Regions from separate parts of the Mus musculus genome. Here regions 2, 3 and 4 are each linked to region 1. A link is a contact called in public promoter capture Hi-C data. All regions are on one chromosome and are shown on one strand. Each heading gives the region's core, a stretch centred on a gene start, on an enhancer-like site or on the middle of the called end of the contact. The rest is flanking DNA. Distances are from core to core; before and after follow the strand shown.

Region 1 (3,806 bases), core at 610-3,109:
CAGTCCCAAGGGGTTCAATGAAGTCTTCTGGCTTCATCGGGCACCAGGCATGCAGGAGATGCAAGTACATACGTGCAGGCAAGATATTCATAATAAATAGATCTTTTAAAAAATGTTCAATTAGGGGCTGGAGAGATGGCTCAGAGGATAAGAGCACTGACTGCTCTTCCAGAGGTCCTGAGTTCAAATCCCAGCAACCACATGGTGGCTCACAACCATCCATAATGAAATCTGATGTCCTCTTCTGGTCTGTCTAAAGACAGCTACAGTGTACTCATGTACTTAAATAAATCTTTTTAAAAAATGTTCAATTTTTTTTTTTTTGGTTAGGATCAAATTTGCAACAATTTCTGAAATGGCCCTAAACATACTCCTACTATTATCGTATATTCTATGTACTTATGCATAGTGACAGTGGTGTGAAAGCTTCAACAATTATAAAATCAAAATATAAAATCATTCTGAAAAATGTTGAAGATGTTCTACATCCTTCATCATTCAAATATGCAGCCAAGATTAAATTGTGTAAAAATAAACAAGTAATCTATCTCATTAGTATTCAATTTTGCTTTTGTTTTTAATCAATGGTAAAACTGCATATATAAGAACTGCTTTAAACACATTTCCTTATGTCTTATTATCAGTAAGTGTTTGACTTGTATCCCCTATTTTACATACCCATACTCATGCAGTAGTGTGAAAATTTCCTAGGTGAAGGAGGTCACATGTAGAGAAATTTAATTTAAGAGGGCGCTCTAGTCTAAGGTGGGAGGCTCATGAGCCCTTCCTTGTCTTAGACACGAACAGGATGCCTGGGGTTGTGGGCATATAAGAGGGAAAACTCCATACTGAAACACCATCACTGAAAGAAGAAAATAACACACAAACAATGTGCCAGTGATGTGTCAAGCATAGATAAAATGATCAAAGGTGGCGGGCAGGTGAGGTAATATGCAGGCGCGCGCGCGCGCACACACACACACACACACACCACACACACACACACACACACACACACACACACGGAGACTTGTTTGCATAAGATACACACAGGGAAACTTGTCTTCAAACACACACACGAAATGTCTGCATAACAAACATCTTCTACAGTCTCCTACAATGTCCTGTCCTCACCACGCTCAGCGTCCCCAAACCTCTCCTCCCCGGTTCTGACTTTTACCTCGGTTTAGTTTGTGGACGGGAGGCCCGCCACCTTCCCTCACCTACATGCGACTCTACACTACAGTCGTCGCAGGTCATCGGGCTCCACCCTCAGGCCCGGCTGCGGGTCCGCTGCCTTCCCGCGCGTCTCCCGCAGTTTCCACCCTGAGCTTCCCGCCGATGCCGTCCGTGGTAGTGGACAGAGGCTGGCGTCCTTCGACCCCCAGGGGCTCCGAGCTCGGCTTCCGGACGCGTCAACTGCCATTGCCACGGTCGCCGTGGCGGGGACAGTGGCCGGCCTCCCTCCTCGCGTCCTTCCGCCGCCCTCGAGCAGAGGGAGCCGGGGGCTCGCCAGGCCGCGACGCCCACCCGTCGGCGGCGGCCCGCACCGCCCGCACCCGGCCCAGCCGACTCACAAGGACTCCAGGTGCTTGAGCTGCTGCAGCTGCTGCGCGTCGTGCCGCCGCCGTTTCTGCTCCCGCCGCCGCTGCAGCTCGTGCTCCGGCGGCTCCCGCGGCCGCCGAGACCCGGCCCCGGACGACATCGCGACCCGAGGCGGGCTTAGAAGGTGGAAAGTCGCCTCTTCCTCCCCGCAGCGCAACCCCACCAACGTCCCACCGGCCCGTGCCGCAGAACGCCGACAGGGAACGTGCAGCCAGGCCCCCGCGGCCCTGAGGCCTGCGGGAACCTTAGCTGAGAGGGGCGGGGCGGGCCGGGGCGGGGCGAAGGCGGGCGGGGCCCGAGGGCTTCCGGGTGCTCCAAGTCGCCTGCAGGCCACACCCACTTCTGCGACTCGTTGCTTTCTATTTTTTTTTTTTTTTTATATTATGAAGGTTTTAAGTATTTGTGGGTGGGCAAGGTGTCAAAGGTCTTTAATATCAGCACGCAGGAGGCAGAAACACTGACCTGTGAGTACGAGGTCAAGCTAGTAAAGTCAGAGACCTGGGGAGATCCTGTTACAAAGGAAAAAGAGAAAAGATTTTATTTCTACGTATATATTTGGGGTGGTGGTGCAGGGGTGGAGTTCGGTAGTTGCCCAGAATTCAGAAGAGGACGATGGCTCTCTAGAATTGGAACTGTGGGCTATATGAGCCACCCTATGCTGGGAACCGAACTCTGGTTCTCTGCAAAAGCAGTATGGCCTTCTAAACTAAAAGCCTTTTGGCTGCTACTTGTTACCTATGGATTCATCCATTCTGGGAAGAAAACAACGTTCTCTATAAAATCTTCAGTTTCCCAGACTATGCGAATTCGTAGTAAAAACACAGACCAATATATTCATAATATTTTATACCAAGATTTTTGGTGATGCAAATAAAAAATAAAAGCAGACACACAGTATCCTGCAGAGGAGCATCCTTTTTTAAAACTTGCTCTTCCTCCTTTGCTCCTATAAGCGGTGTCTCAGGCCGGAAGCTCCACTCGGAGCGTTCCAAGTTAGGTCTCTACACTTATCCAAAGGTAGCAAAGAGGAACGACCGAGAAAAAGAAAGAAAGGTATTAGGCTGGCATTTTGGTACTCAGCAGAGGCAGGCAGTTCTCTATGAGTTCAATCTGGTCTGTGCTGCTAAATCTTTTTTGTTTGCTTGTTTTATTTATTTATTATTATTATTATTATTATTATTATTATTATTATTATTATTATTATTTTGGTTTTTCGAGTCAGGGTGTAGCCCTGGTTGTCCTGGAACTCACTCTGTAGACCCGGCTGGCTTCGAACTCAGAAATCCGCCTGCCTCTTCCTCCCAAGTGCCTGGATTAAAGGTGTGCACCACCTGCTGCTAATTCTACCAGCCATAAGCAGAGCCTGACTCCCAGTGCGGGAGGGGCAACAAAAGGATACTAATCACTGTGGCCCACACTGAGAAAATAGAGATGAGTTTCACAGCCTATTTCCAGATAACTGGCACGAGGTTTTAGGATGTAAGGAGGGGAAGATTTGAGGCAGGGATCAGCTACCAACAATTAAATATTGGTCAAACCATGTTATGATTGGTTATTTCAATCATTGTCTTGCAAGGTAGTCACATATACCTCATTACTTGAGGGGACAATCTGTTTCCCATGAAGGTGACTGCTCCACTGTGATGGGGTGGGAACTGGGGACAGCTTCCTGGATGATCTCATTCAGAATGATCTGTTTGTGATGCTCTCACCGTTCCTGGACTCTAAAGCTGATGGTTGGGAAGGGGCCTTTTCCCAGGTCTGGAATAGGCCTCTGTAAAATCTGACAGTAAAATACCGTAGTTACTTTTTGTGCCTTAAATATTGGAGAGGGAGCAGATAGACTAGATAAATTCAGGGTTAATCAATCTCATGTCTCCTGTTTTTAGGTAAAACAACCAACTGATTAGGGTCTGAGGCATGCTACGCTACCATTCAATAAGTATCCCAACTTAAATGAAAATAAAAGTAAAATAAAAATGTCTTGGGGTTGAGAGGTGGCTCAGCAGTTAAGAGGGCATGCCATTCTTGCACTGGGCCTGGGATTGGTTCCCATACATACAGCAGCTCACAACTGTGTGTTATTCCAGTTCTGGGAGATCCAGTGCACGCTCTTCTGGCCTCCATGGGCACTGCACACATGTGTATACATTTAGGGGAAATACTCATATACATAAAATAAAAATAATCCTTTGTAAAAG
Region 2 (3,806 bases), core at 481-2,980, 910 kb after region 1:
CATGGAAACAGCATCCTTATGGAAATACCTCTTTTCAAAAACCCACAGCCCAGGCTTGAATAAAGCCACCATTATCTTCGGAAGCATGGGCTCCATTGAATTCACCTCAGCAACTTGAAACCTTTCAAGGCTTTGTACGTTTTGAGAAAATGTCAAACCTATTTAGTACCTTCCAGTGAATGAAGAAAACATATCCATATATTCAGAGCATGTCCTCTATTCTCCGTTATAGAAAGCTTTTAATTTTATTCACATCTGCTATTATTATAAACAAAAAGTTGCTGTTTTTACTTGAGTGCCAAATGAGGCACAAAAAAACAACAGCTGTTGCCGTTGCACAACTGAATTGGTGGGGAGGGGGGAGAAAAGGGAAAAAAATCCCCTAATTAGTCTTGCTTTAAAAAGCCTCAGACATAAAACTGAAAACTTCCCATAAAAGAAAAAAAAAGTAGGTACAATAAGCAGACTTGATCTTGGGCTGCTTATAAATATTCATTGGGAAAAATGGAATCACATCATTTCTGCCAGTCCTCGGGGAACCCTCAGTGCTAATGAACTCTCCCAGCACATGTTAGTAATAATGGGCTTCCTTATTCTACAAGACAAAACCGAGAAGTGGTGCCAACCTGGTGGCTGGAGTAACTCGCCTCAGCAGGCCACTGCGGGGTTTGCAGCTTAGCTTCTGCTCTGCCACTTGTAGCTGGGTCGGTGGTTTCTGCTGGGAGGTCACAGCTCCTTATGTTGCCTGCTTCTCCCTAGTGATCTTACTGGGTGTGCTACACTCAGGCCAGGCATGTCCGTCCCTCCCAGGAAGGCCTCTGCCCAGCCCCCAGCCCTGCCCCCTCTGCCCTTGCTTCTCAGTGCCCTGACTTGGCTAGGCCCTCCAGGACCACCTTTCTGTTTCTAGGCATCTTTCCAACTTGGTTTCCCCCCTCACACTTCCCCTTCTCAGAGGCCAGCACAAGGTCTTTGGAAGATAGTTTAGCTCTACCATGAAATACCTTAAAAAGAAAAGACAGCAGCTTAGCAGTTTATTTCTCCTTCCCTACATTGATTAGGGAAATTTTAAAAAGAAAATTAGAAAAACTAGAAGGTCTTTGTGCAACCCCCACACACTGTAACCTTTCCAGTTAAAACCTACCCCCTCCCCTTTTCAGAAGGAGCCTATGGTTATAGTCACTATTTGCCCTCCTAGGTAATTTCCAAAGCTCTGGGGGGTGGGACTCTCAGTACACTGTTTCTTAGATAGATATCATGAGTTTATATTGAAGCCATTTCTCTGGTCACAGAAATAAGCTCACTCCCCTGAGACTGTCCACTGAGGTAGGTGCTAAATAGACCCTTCTTCCAGATGAGGCTACAGATCATCCAGACAGCCCAGGCTCTCTGACCTCACAGTCTGTACTTTATTTTTTTCTCTCACCTATTTACTAACAGGAGCAGCTTTACTGAACAAGGGAAATGGCTGTGTCTGGTGAGATATAGCTGCGGGGAATCTCCCAGTCTCCTTTGATTAGAAACATAGCTTTAACTCACACCATTCCAATGGGGCAACCTGCCTTGTCTGAGCCTCTGTGGAAATCATTCCATGGAGCTTGGATGATCTTTGGTTTTGTCCTTGAGGAATTAAACGAGATACCCTTTGGCATAAATTCTCAGCCTGTGGGTCAAGATCTCTTTGAAATGGGGGTGGGGTTGAATGACCCTTTCACAGGGATTATATACCAGATACTATGCATATCAAATATTTATATTATGATTCATAACAATAGCAAAATTACAGTTATGAAGTAGCAAGAAAAACTTTTATAGTTGGGGGCCACCACAACATGAAGAACTGTAATTAAGGGTCTTAGCATTATCTATGGCATGTAGAGTTTAGTATGTCATAGGAGGATTAATTGGTGCAAGAAATGAATGAGACATGGCTTTAGTTCTTTGGTAGCAAAATGTCATTTGAAAAGCTAGTGTGATTATTTCTTTTGAAATATTCAAATCTGCTCTGCAAACCACTCACCAGTGGTGAGCAGAGACTGGGCTCTGGGTCTTTGTCCTGGGCTTGGGCCACATCTTAGTGCACTTTGCTTCCTTTGTTCTCTGTGGAAAGGGGGATGAGGTCACATGTCCTCAGAGTGTCATTGTGAATTTCAAATGAGAGGAAGCATGAGGCACGTACCACAGTCTGTCCTGCAGACAGTTGAAAATACATGTCTCGAAGAACTGTGGCTTAAAAAAAAATCTGTAGTAAAAGAACATGGCCTGCAGTGTCACATAAAATGAAGTTAACTTTCTGTTTCTATCATGCTATGTTACTGACACAAGTTTCTTCACCCATGGAAGGGGAAATCCTCAGCTCAGAACGATTTCGCACTTCTTGGTAACAATGACTATCATATCATTAAGCCTTAAGGGATTGGCTCATTAAGTCCTCCTGAGCAACCCGCTGTTAGGTCATGCAGAAAGTGTTGTTCCTGAAGTGTTCATCAGCTTCTGCTACATTTCCTTTTCCCTGTGATGAATCACTGAGTCAGAGATAAAGAAAGACCATTCTCTGGTACAGGTCTGGAGAATATGTGTTCTTCTTTAAAAAGTGAAAAGATATTTGACTAGGAAATGGCAGTGTATTTCGAGAGCAGAGAGACAAAATGATTCAGTTCTATAGAGTCCGTTGCTTTTTGCTTTGATTGTATAACAATGAGTTAGCATGCCTGATGCTGCAGAGGAGGAAGCTTGACTGAATCTGATCTGTGCTATAACATGTCTGGAGCATGTGAGGGAGCGCTTTCAGCTTGGGTTGCAGGGTACCAGAGAGCTTTTCAGAGCAACAGCAGGAAGAAGGTCCTGATGGTATGGACAGAGTGTCAATGGTTTCCAGTTGTGTGTGTATGCACTTGGCTTGACTATCAATGAGAGAGCTGTGTCCAGCCTGTCTCCCTCTTCCTTCATGAGAAAAATCACACCATACTTTGAGGTATTCTGTTTCTAAGAGGACAAAACCAGGAAAACTTCTGGAGTGATCTTGCCTGGCCTGGACACCTGATGCATTTCACCACCATTCAGACCGTCCAGTTCAAGTGCAATTTGGGGTGATTTCATTGGTTTATCTGGTGTTATACTTTGAAAAAGAGATTTCTCCTCAGCAGACCGTCTCTTAACATTAAATTTTTGGTTTCTTTTTTTCCCTCCTGACCAGGGTAAAATTCTCAACAGGAAAGGATGCTGTCCTATCTGCACTGAAAGTAAGTTCTTTCTCTGGGAAAATGTACTCATAATATTTGTTTAATGTTTTGTGATGATCAGGGAGACCTGGTGTACATTTTCTATAGATTTAATTCTCTGAGTATTAGATGGGCTCGTCCACTGTCCCACTGGTACCCGGTATCAGCTGCCATCCTCTCACAGAAGCTATATTGAAACCACCAGAATCTGCTATTAGGAGACCTCTGGACAATACATGGATAGATAGAGTTTTAAAGAAGAACATCAGATAACTTAATGTGCATTTGAAACTGCTAATAGCATTTTCAGTCCTTGGGGCTAAGCTAATGATGCTCAGTATAGCCAGCCATCCATAATCTCTAGGGCATTTACTTCTTCTTACACCATCAAAGAACTGCACTTCCTCCTCTCTCTCCCAACTCCTCATCCTTTCTCCTGGGCACATTTGATATTGTTGATGGCAATGAACTTGCATCCTGATACTTTTAAATGAGTTCCTGGAGGTTCTATGAAATTGTTGTGACATTTGAGAGCTATCTGAGGCTGCCCTATTAATCTCAGGGACAGAGCTTTGTGTGGGCTTCACA
Region 3 (3,806 bases), core at 903-3,402, 780 kb after region 1:
AATCTAAGAAAAAAAAAAAAGAAAGAAAGAAAGAAAGAAAGAAAGAAAGAATCTCCTGATCACAGAGGAATCATTACTTCTGACAGTTCAAACTGCCAACTTCCTTTGTGTCTTTAGGCCCCACATAAACCTTTCTTTCTTCAACATTTGCTTATATCTCTGCATTCAAGAACGTCTAAGGCCTGACATGTACTGTGAGGTCTCCTCTCTTTCCAAGTCCTGGGCAAGCCCTTCCGTGGTTGTCTTACACTAGCACAGGCTAAAGATATTACTCCTATGGCCCAGGTGGTTAGTTTTCCTGGAAAATTCCCAGAGTAGCTCTACTACACGTTAATCTATTTCTAAAATCTCAAGGTTGTGTTGGAGCTAACCTAATTCTAATACGACATACCTATAAATTTTAATGCTGTGTCTTAGCAACTAACCTTCTTGCCTGGACCTTAATCCAGGCCTGGGAATCACACTGAGTTCCCAACTAAACTGCTTGCCAGTTCTTTGAGGGGCCTGAGACACTTTTGTTCACTATGGACTGTTTCTTCCTCTGAAAAACTTAAGGAACCTATGAGGATTAATGAAATAATGTCTGCAGAGTTCTTCAGAAGAAATGTGCTATGTAAACACCAAGTATTATTCTTCTGTTTATGAGGAGTAGTATAATATCGCCTCTGAGAAACTGGGACTTCTGTTTAAAAGTACCATAACATCCCCTTTGGCTCTTTGGGGGCTTGAGTTGGGTTAGAATGGGGTACTTCAAGGAGAAGTTGAGCCATTTAACTTCATGCATGGGGAGACTAGAAATTCTAATGAGAATATAGTCGTTGATGTTGGATCGGTTTTTCGTGGTCTCCTTCCTCAGAAAACCTGGCAAAAACCATCCATATTCCTAAGAATGAATTCCTGTCTGAGCAGTTTTGAGACTGCATATGTGAAACACCACCACGTGTGCTTTAGATAAGGCCTTTAGGAATCGTCTGCAGGGTCAGAGTGTCCCATGATCCTCACCCATTTCCACGGCTTCTAATCTGCAGGGAATTCTTTCCAATATCCTTTTTGCAGATAAGATGCTTGAAGCTCGAATTTATCCCTGTTCCACAGAATGGAGTGGAGTGAGCCATGAGAGAACTGCTTCATCTCTCACAGTTGCCAGGGTTATGGACAAGTGCTTTTCTCTAGCAGCTGAAAATAGAGGGCCTGGAGGCATTGGAGATAGATGCATGTCTTCACCCTGGATGTTTGCATCTGGATGGGGGAGGCATTGGAGATAGATGCATGTCTTCACCCTGGATGTTTGCATCTGGATGGGGGAGGCATTGGGGATGGATGTGTGTCTGCTCTTCTGGATGTTTGCATTCGGATGGGGATGTTTGAAGGCTTTTCTATAAGTCCCTTCCCCAAGTTAGATTATCGTGATGAAATGGCAGAGGGATGTGAGCATACGTCTAGGAGGGAGTCCTAACCTAGGACAGAGCCACTCTGAGCTGTTTATCCTCTCCAACAGTACTCATTGACCCATGTGCTCTATTGACATCATTTGGTGGTGGTGGCGGGTCGGGGACCACAACTCCACCGTCTTCCTAGTCTTCTGAAAAAGGATCTGGCTGTTTGAATTAGCATCTTTGTGCAGGGCCAGTGGTGTGTCTTTGGGGAAGATCTTGCTTTCACAGGGACCAGAACAGAAGGAAACTGAGGGTTCTTCCAGGAGAGACTTGTGCAGTGTGATATCTCTAGTATGGCACATCAGCCATATTGTAGGACATTTGTGATACTGTTTCGTGGTTTAATCATACTGTCTGCCAGCAATAGTCTTGCTTCCACCTCTGCCACTATATTGGCTGCTGAGTTCCTATCTTCAGTTTATTGTTATTATTTTTTTTAACATAGATAAAACATGGGATAATAGTTTCTACAGTCTATAATAGGATTGGTTCTTGAAAAGTGTTTTGGAAAAAAAATATCTTCAGGACACTTGTGGAAATATTCAAGAGCATCTCCACGGAATTTCTCCTTTCCATGTGTGGAAGCAACTAGAATCATTTCATGTTGGTGCTTAGTTGTCTTCAGTACTCATGATCCCACTCTCTCCAGACAGGAGACAGTTCTGTAGGCAGGAGGCAGGCTCAAGGCTGCAACTCCTAAGGCCGGGGAGCTCCGTGCTGCCATCTGGCGGCAAGTGTCAGACTCAGCAAGCTGGCTGCTGTCATCCTGTCTGTACTTGGCTTCTGCTGGAGCTGTGGTTTGGCTGGCGTCCTTATGGAGTTTTCTTGCCAGACATGTAATTTTTTTTTAAACTCTCTATACCACCCCCTTACTTTTTGCATGTTAACAAGTTGTTGAGGGTGCATTTCAAGGCTATGATTTTTTTTGGGGGGGGGAAGCATTTGTTGATATTAAGGTGTCTGTGGTCCATCTTTCTGAAAGGAGACACTGGTTCAGACTTACCTCCCCAGCTGGCTGATCCTAGAGATGGTAAGCACAGAGACATGGTGACCGAGAAAGCAAAGAACCATGAAGTGATCGCAAACACGATGGCTAGGTTATTATGTTTTCACCTTCTCCTTGTGTGAATATGGCCTTTTGGCCATTGTTTCTGTTTGCTTAGAATGCATGATTCTGCAAACCCACCTAGAATTTGTGGAAAACTTAGGGTATCAGTCTGCCTTTTCAGAGGTGTGATAGGCCTGGCCCTGTTGATATCTGATCATAGTCATATTTCTTGTCTCCTCAAAGCAGACAGTGTCTGTAACAGTCCCATGACTCTGAGGCTGGTCCTTGGAGTGATTCTGCTGGAAACGGGACTCGTCTCACATGTGGAAATATACTAGGAGGACCCAAGCGGGATATTGTTTTCTCTCACTCTGTATCCTGAATGCCCACAATGTACCCAAGTACTGAAGTGTAGGTAGCATTTGCATGGCAGAGATCAGTGTTCCAGACCTCTCTCACTTGTGTTTGTTGCTCCGTGGGGACATGTCCCAGCCTTACTTCTTTATCTGTAGAATCAGGCTAAGATGAAGTTCTGTGTGATCTTCCTTAGCTCAGAGTCTAAATATCATCAGAGGAAGTGAGCAGTATGTGTGAATCACTATCAGAAAGTGTTTGCTGAGTTAAAACCCGAACCGAATGAGTCGCACGCTTAGCCTCAGCTGTGATCTGTGCTGTGAGGATGACAGACTCCTGAACACGGGGCTTTGTGTATAACACTCCTTGCCAGAGCCACTGTCTCCAGGATATGGGGTTTTGTGACTTGTCCAAGCCCAGGAAGCCAGGCAAGTGGTGTTAATTACCTGTGTCTGAATTTCCCATGTAGCTGTTAGGCTCAATTAAGGGGATGAGGAAGCAGGGTCCCCACGGTGATCTTGCAGCTCTATTATTTCTTTCCTCAAGGGCCTGGGATTCTAAGCCCATCCTCACATCCACACCAACCAGATTCCAAACAGACTCCAAAAATGATGGGATCTGGCAGTTCCAACATGACCCCAATAGGATGTAAAAAATCCTAAGGGTAAACAGAAAGGAAATTGTATCCCCTAAATATATACCCAAAGCTTAGGTATACATGCCTGTCTGTCTGTCTGTCCACACATATTTAAAACTTCAGATGTGACTGTACAAACCATTTGCCTGGAATGCCGTGCATGGTGGACAACAGCTAAAATGCTCTTTATTGTGAATCTTGGGATCCTGTTGTGGGTTTTGACTCTGTTCTGGCTTTCTAATTCAGCCAGCAGTTCTAAAGAACATGCGCACCTTCCCACTCACCCGCTCTCACATTGCTTCTCCCCATCACTCTGACTGTCCTGAAAGTT
Region 4 (3,806 bases), core at 555-3,054, 750 kb after region 1:
TTTTCCCTAGCCACCCATAGTAGAAATGCCACACACATAGAGGGTAGAAGTCCCCACCCCCTAAAAAAATTAGTCATGCACACTGAGGAGACAGGCCAAGGGAGGCAAGTCAGAGGGGCAGGCATGCTCTTCAGGTGTCTTGCAGTTTTGTAGTGCACATGTAGCCAAGTCTACAGACATCTGAGGGAACACTGGGTCTCCTAGGATCTCCAAAAATTCATGTTCCTTACCTGAATTATAAAGGTTACATTTATCTAGAGACTTTATTGAAGGAGAATCATTTTAGAGAGCAGGGACAGTGGTTCCTACTGAATGTACTTTTCTGTGGCAATTATTATTTTTTAACTTTTAGGTTTTCTTCTAATTAGTTCTTATGGGAAGTAAAACTCTGTCTCTGTCTCTCTCTCTCTCTGTGTATACAGTTTGACATTTCTGTAGACTCAGGGAGTCAGCGAAACATTCAATCAACACTTTGACTTTCAAGGCATCTAGCCATGGTGTTATTTGGGGGAAACATGTAACCACATTGTCTCTTGTCTCTTTTAATTTAAATTTTACACAAAATCTGTTTTGAGAGGGAAATGGAGCATGCTAAGCTAATGACAGCGTTCCTTCCTCCCACTTGTCCACGTCACAGAGATGTGGTCCTTGTGTTGGGATGTTGGCCACGATGCACTCACTAAAAGCACCCTTTAAATCTCTAGAAAAAAACAAATGAGCATGCGGATGGCAGGCAGGGGCAGGTAAATGTGGTGACATTAGAGGAGTGTATCTGAGGACTGTCAAAGGAGTTTCTCACTACAGCTACAAATGCTACCTAAAACTGGCCAGAGACTAGGGGAAAACTAGGCTTGTCAGCAATTAGAGTTTGGATCCACAAGGCGCTTCAGGAACTAATGTGGGGTGGGCACCTGCTGGCTGGCTGTTCTTCGTGTGGGTGGGAGCATGTGATCACAGTAGGCTCCAAAGAAGGCTAGCTGATCATTGGTTCCAAGCACCTTTCACTCTCACCTGGCACCTTCCCAATGTAGTTATAAAAATTCTCTTTTCTAGATTAGCACCCCTTTTGAGTAGAGCCAGGCACTGCTTGGCGGGTGCGTGTAGGGCGGGTGTGTGTGTGTGTGGGGGGGGCAGGACGTGGGAGGGATGCTGGGACTCAGCGGGTACCGGGTGGCGGGGCGAGGGGATCAAAGACCGAGACTGGGGGACATCAGGGCCGCCCAAGCAAGAAACGCTGCAGGGTAGCGGCTGCCACCGCGTGCCCTGCTGGGCGGCCGCCGCGAAGGCGGCCTGCGTGGAGATTAGCGGCAGCGGTCCCTCCCTGGCCCGCGAGTGAATGAATGATTAGTCTAACGCACCTCCCTGGCCCGGGCAGCTCCGGCTGGGAAGGGCGGAGTCTGAGCCACCGATCCACGCTTTAAGGGAGAAAGGCTCTGGCCGTTGTGCGTGCATTAGCCGACCCTTTCTGTCGCTCCAACTTCTGTCCTCCCTAATGTCAGGCCCACAGAGGCATAAGCACAGGAACCTGATCTCCAAGGTCACTCGTCCCTCTGTCCCCTCAGCCTCGTGAGTCCCCCGCCTTTGCCCGAGGGAGTCAAAGGGCTGTGGAAAGTTGAGGGACCCTCCTGCATTCGATCCGTGGCTCCTTCCGAAGCTGGGGCAGCGGGAAGCGCCGGGTCTTCTGCTCCGGGCGCTAGCGGGTAGTGGCATCCCTGCTGGGGGCGGCTCCTCTGCGCGGGAGGAGGCGGTGCGCAGGGCGCTGGAGACGCGCCTTCCAGGCTCCGGCAGCGCCCCGGGGCCGGTGGCCGGGGCTGGGCTAGACCGCCTGGCTGGGCGTTCGCGTGCGCCGCTGTCGCTTCTGAGCCGGCATAGCTCCGGCGCCAGGATCGTAGTCCCTCGTGCGACCCTGCGGATTCCGCGCAGAGCCTAGTACGCCCCTCGGTCCCGCACGGAGCAAGCGCGCGGGCCGGACACCGCGCTCGGGGGCCGGGCCGGAGCTGCGCGTGCGGGAGCCGGAGCTCAGCCGGGCTCCAGAGCTGCGAGCGCACTCGGCAGTCGCCGCCGCCGCTCCCCAGATCCCGCCGCTCAGCCACCCCTCCTCCCGGCCCAGCTCTGGCGCGGAGGGGCTGACGGCTAACCCGCTGAGAGCAACTCCCTTAGAAAAAAGCCGCCGCATTGGCCGAGGCTGGCCGCAGGACCCCTCCTCCCGGGGCGCCCCCACTCCTCCCCCGCCGCTCCGGGCGCCCGCCTCCCTCAGCCGACTGTCTCCCGGCACGCCGGCCCACAGCCCTTTTGACTGCGAGCAGCGGCTGCCGAGCAGAGGCGGCGACGCGGGACCTGCAGTCGCCCGGGATTCCCTCCAGGTGACGATGCTCTGGTTCTTCAGCGTCAGGGCTCTGGCTGAGCGTCCTTGCCGACGCTCGCCTGGGATTACCTGCTGCGTCTTGCTGCTGCTCAATTGCTCCGGGGTCCCCATGTCTCTGGCTTCCTCCTTCCTGACAGGTAGGGGGGTGGGGGCGGGAGGGACCAGTCCTCCGGGACTCTGGGTGGTTTCTTGGGAGAAGAGGCACTGGCAGACCGGGGATGAGAGGACGAGGAACGCGCACCTTGCCTGACTCTCGCGGGCGGTGGGGATGCGGAGAAGCCTAGAGAAAAGGGATGGGAAGGCTATGAAGAGGTAGAGAGATGGGGGACTGAGAGACTGCTACCTTTGACAGAGTGCTAATAGGCACCCTGCTATATGAAGTTGGGAAATTCCTTGATTTATATTTAATCTTTTTTCCCCAATCCTTGTTTTAATCGTAGCCACTCTTGTGCAATTAAGGAAAAGACCGCGCCGTTTCCCGCACATCCTCTTTTCTCAACACCATAGGATTCCAATAAATCCACGGTGCTAGGCAGCATCTTTAAAACATGACTTTCCAGACCTTGAATGTAAAGAAGCGATCTTATTTTTAAAGGTTACTAATAGCATGATATGATAATTACAGGTTTTCAGGCAGGTGAAGACCTCGGCTTCTATTTTGAAGGACATGCTTTACTGACACCTGGTGCAGAAAAGAGAATATTTTAAAGAGGAAAGAGATTGCGCTTCAAAAAGTGATTGCATTTCAACCCACAACAGTTGGCAGATCCACCTGAAAGGCCCGTTCTTTGACACAGTCCTGAATTTCGTTCAAATTTAAAATCTTCCCTAGTGCCTAGTTTGGTGTGTTAGTCCATGTGCAGTTGAGATATCTTTCAGAGCACTAGTGGTATTAAATATGTGCTTAAATCAACTGAAAACAGAAAACCGATCTATATACCGAAGTATTGACTTAAAAAAAACCATGTTAAGTAAAACTATTTAAAATAGATTTGAAGAAACTTGTTTGTGGTGCATTTGAAACACTATATAATTCCAATTACTAGCTTAAGAAGGTAAGGTTTTATAATAACACCACTAAGCAAGATTTAAAATTAAAAGTATTTTTATCTTCATTTCAGGGTCTGTTGCAAAATGTGAAAATGAAGGGGAGGTCCTCCAAATTCCATTTATCACAGACAACCCTTGCATAATGTGTGTGTGTTTGGTAAGTGTACGGGTCAGGTAAAATAAACTTAACTGCTGTCATGGACAAGGTTCATTTGTCAAACCTGACAGAATAGCTGTCTTAAAATTGATTTTGATCATTACCAAATTGCACATTGCTTAAGCATCGAATTTAGTTGCACTTTCTAGTTTTATGAATTTGGGCAATTTCTAATATCACATCAGGCTGAGAATTCTTATCTTTGACGTCACTGTTGTACAAGTAAACTTGAGA

What was found. Promoter capture Hi-C pulls out the DNA fragments that hold promoters and counts their contacts. Capture Hi-C pulls out chosen DNA fragments and counts their contacts.
Region 2: a contact with region 1 is called in a promoter capture Hi-C map of neural stem cells. The contact joins the enhancer-like site here to the promoter of Rp9 in region 1. A contact is called at or near these places in 5 of 39 promoter capture datasets (the 3T3-L1 cell line, cranial neural crest, liver and 1 more) and 1 of 115 datasets of contacts at active chromatin or transcription factors (astrocytes).
Region 3: a promoter capture Hi-C map of neural stem cells shows a contact between it and region 1. The contact joins the enhancer-like site here to the promoter of Rp9 in region 1. A contact is called at or near these places in 3 of 39 promoter capture datasets (embryonic stem cells, hippocampal neurons and neural stem cells), 2 of 115 datasets of contacts at active chromatin or transcription factors (astrocytes and forebrain) and 1 of 9 other capture datasets (liver).
Region 4: a contact with region 1 is called in a promoter capture Hi-C map of adipose tissue, with 4 times the contacts expected there. The contact joins the promoter of Bmper here to the promoter of Rp9 in region 1. A contact is called at or near these places in 6 of 39 promoter capture datasets (the 3T3-L1 cell line, 3T3-L1-derived adipocytes, cranial neural crest and 3 more), 6 of 115 datasets of contacts at active chromatin or transcription factors (embryonic forebrain, embryonic hindbrain, embryonic stem cells and 3 more) and 2 of 9 other capture datasets (adipose tissue and macrophages).

Annotation. Positions count from the first base shown.
Region 1 is chr9:22,466,497-22,470,302 of GRCm38.p6, forward strand. It overlaps Rp9 (retinitis pigmentosa 9 (human)), which reads right to left and starts at 1,860. Exons shown (of 6, transcript NM_018739.2): 1 at 1,578-1,860. The coding sequence starts at 1,705.
Region 2 is chr9:23,378,236-23,382,041 of GRCm38.p6, forward strand. Bmper (BMP-binding endothelial regulator) reads left to right here. Exons shown (of 15, transcript NM_028472.2): 11 at 3,194-3,239. Among named protein-coding and RNA genes, the nearest start is that of Bmper, 160 kb to the left of the region's middle. Within about 2 kb of position 1,731, at least 75 of the 459 cell types and tissues checked have an H3K27ac peak or open chromatin away from gene starts, as enhancers often do. A contact at or near this core is called in astrocytes and neural stem cells, where this site is marked.
Region 3 is chr9:23,248,074-23,251,879 of GRCm38.p6, forward strand. The region is part of intron 2 of Bmper (BMP-binding endothelial regulator); the gene reads left to right. Among named protein-coding and RNA genes, the nearest start is that of Bmper, 27 kb to the left of the region's middle. Within about 2 kb of position 2,153, at least 20 of the 459 cell types and tissues checked have an H3K27ac peak or open chromatin away from gene starts, as enhancers often do. A contact at or near this core is called in neural stem cells, where this site is marked.
Region 4 is chr9:23,221,272-23,225,077 of GRCm38.p6, forward strand. Bmper (BMP-binding endothelial regulator) reads left to right here and starts at 1,805. Exons shown (of 15, transcript NM_028472.2): 1 at 1,805-2,502; 2 at 3,487-3,572. The coding sequence starts at 2,370.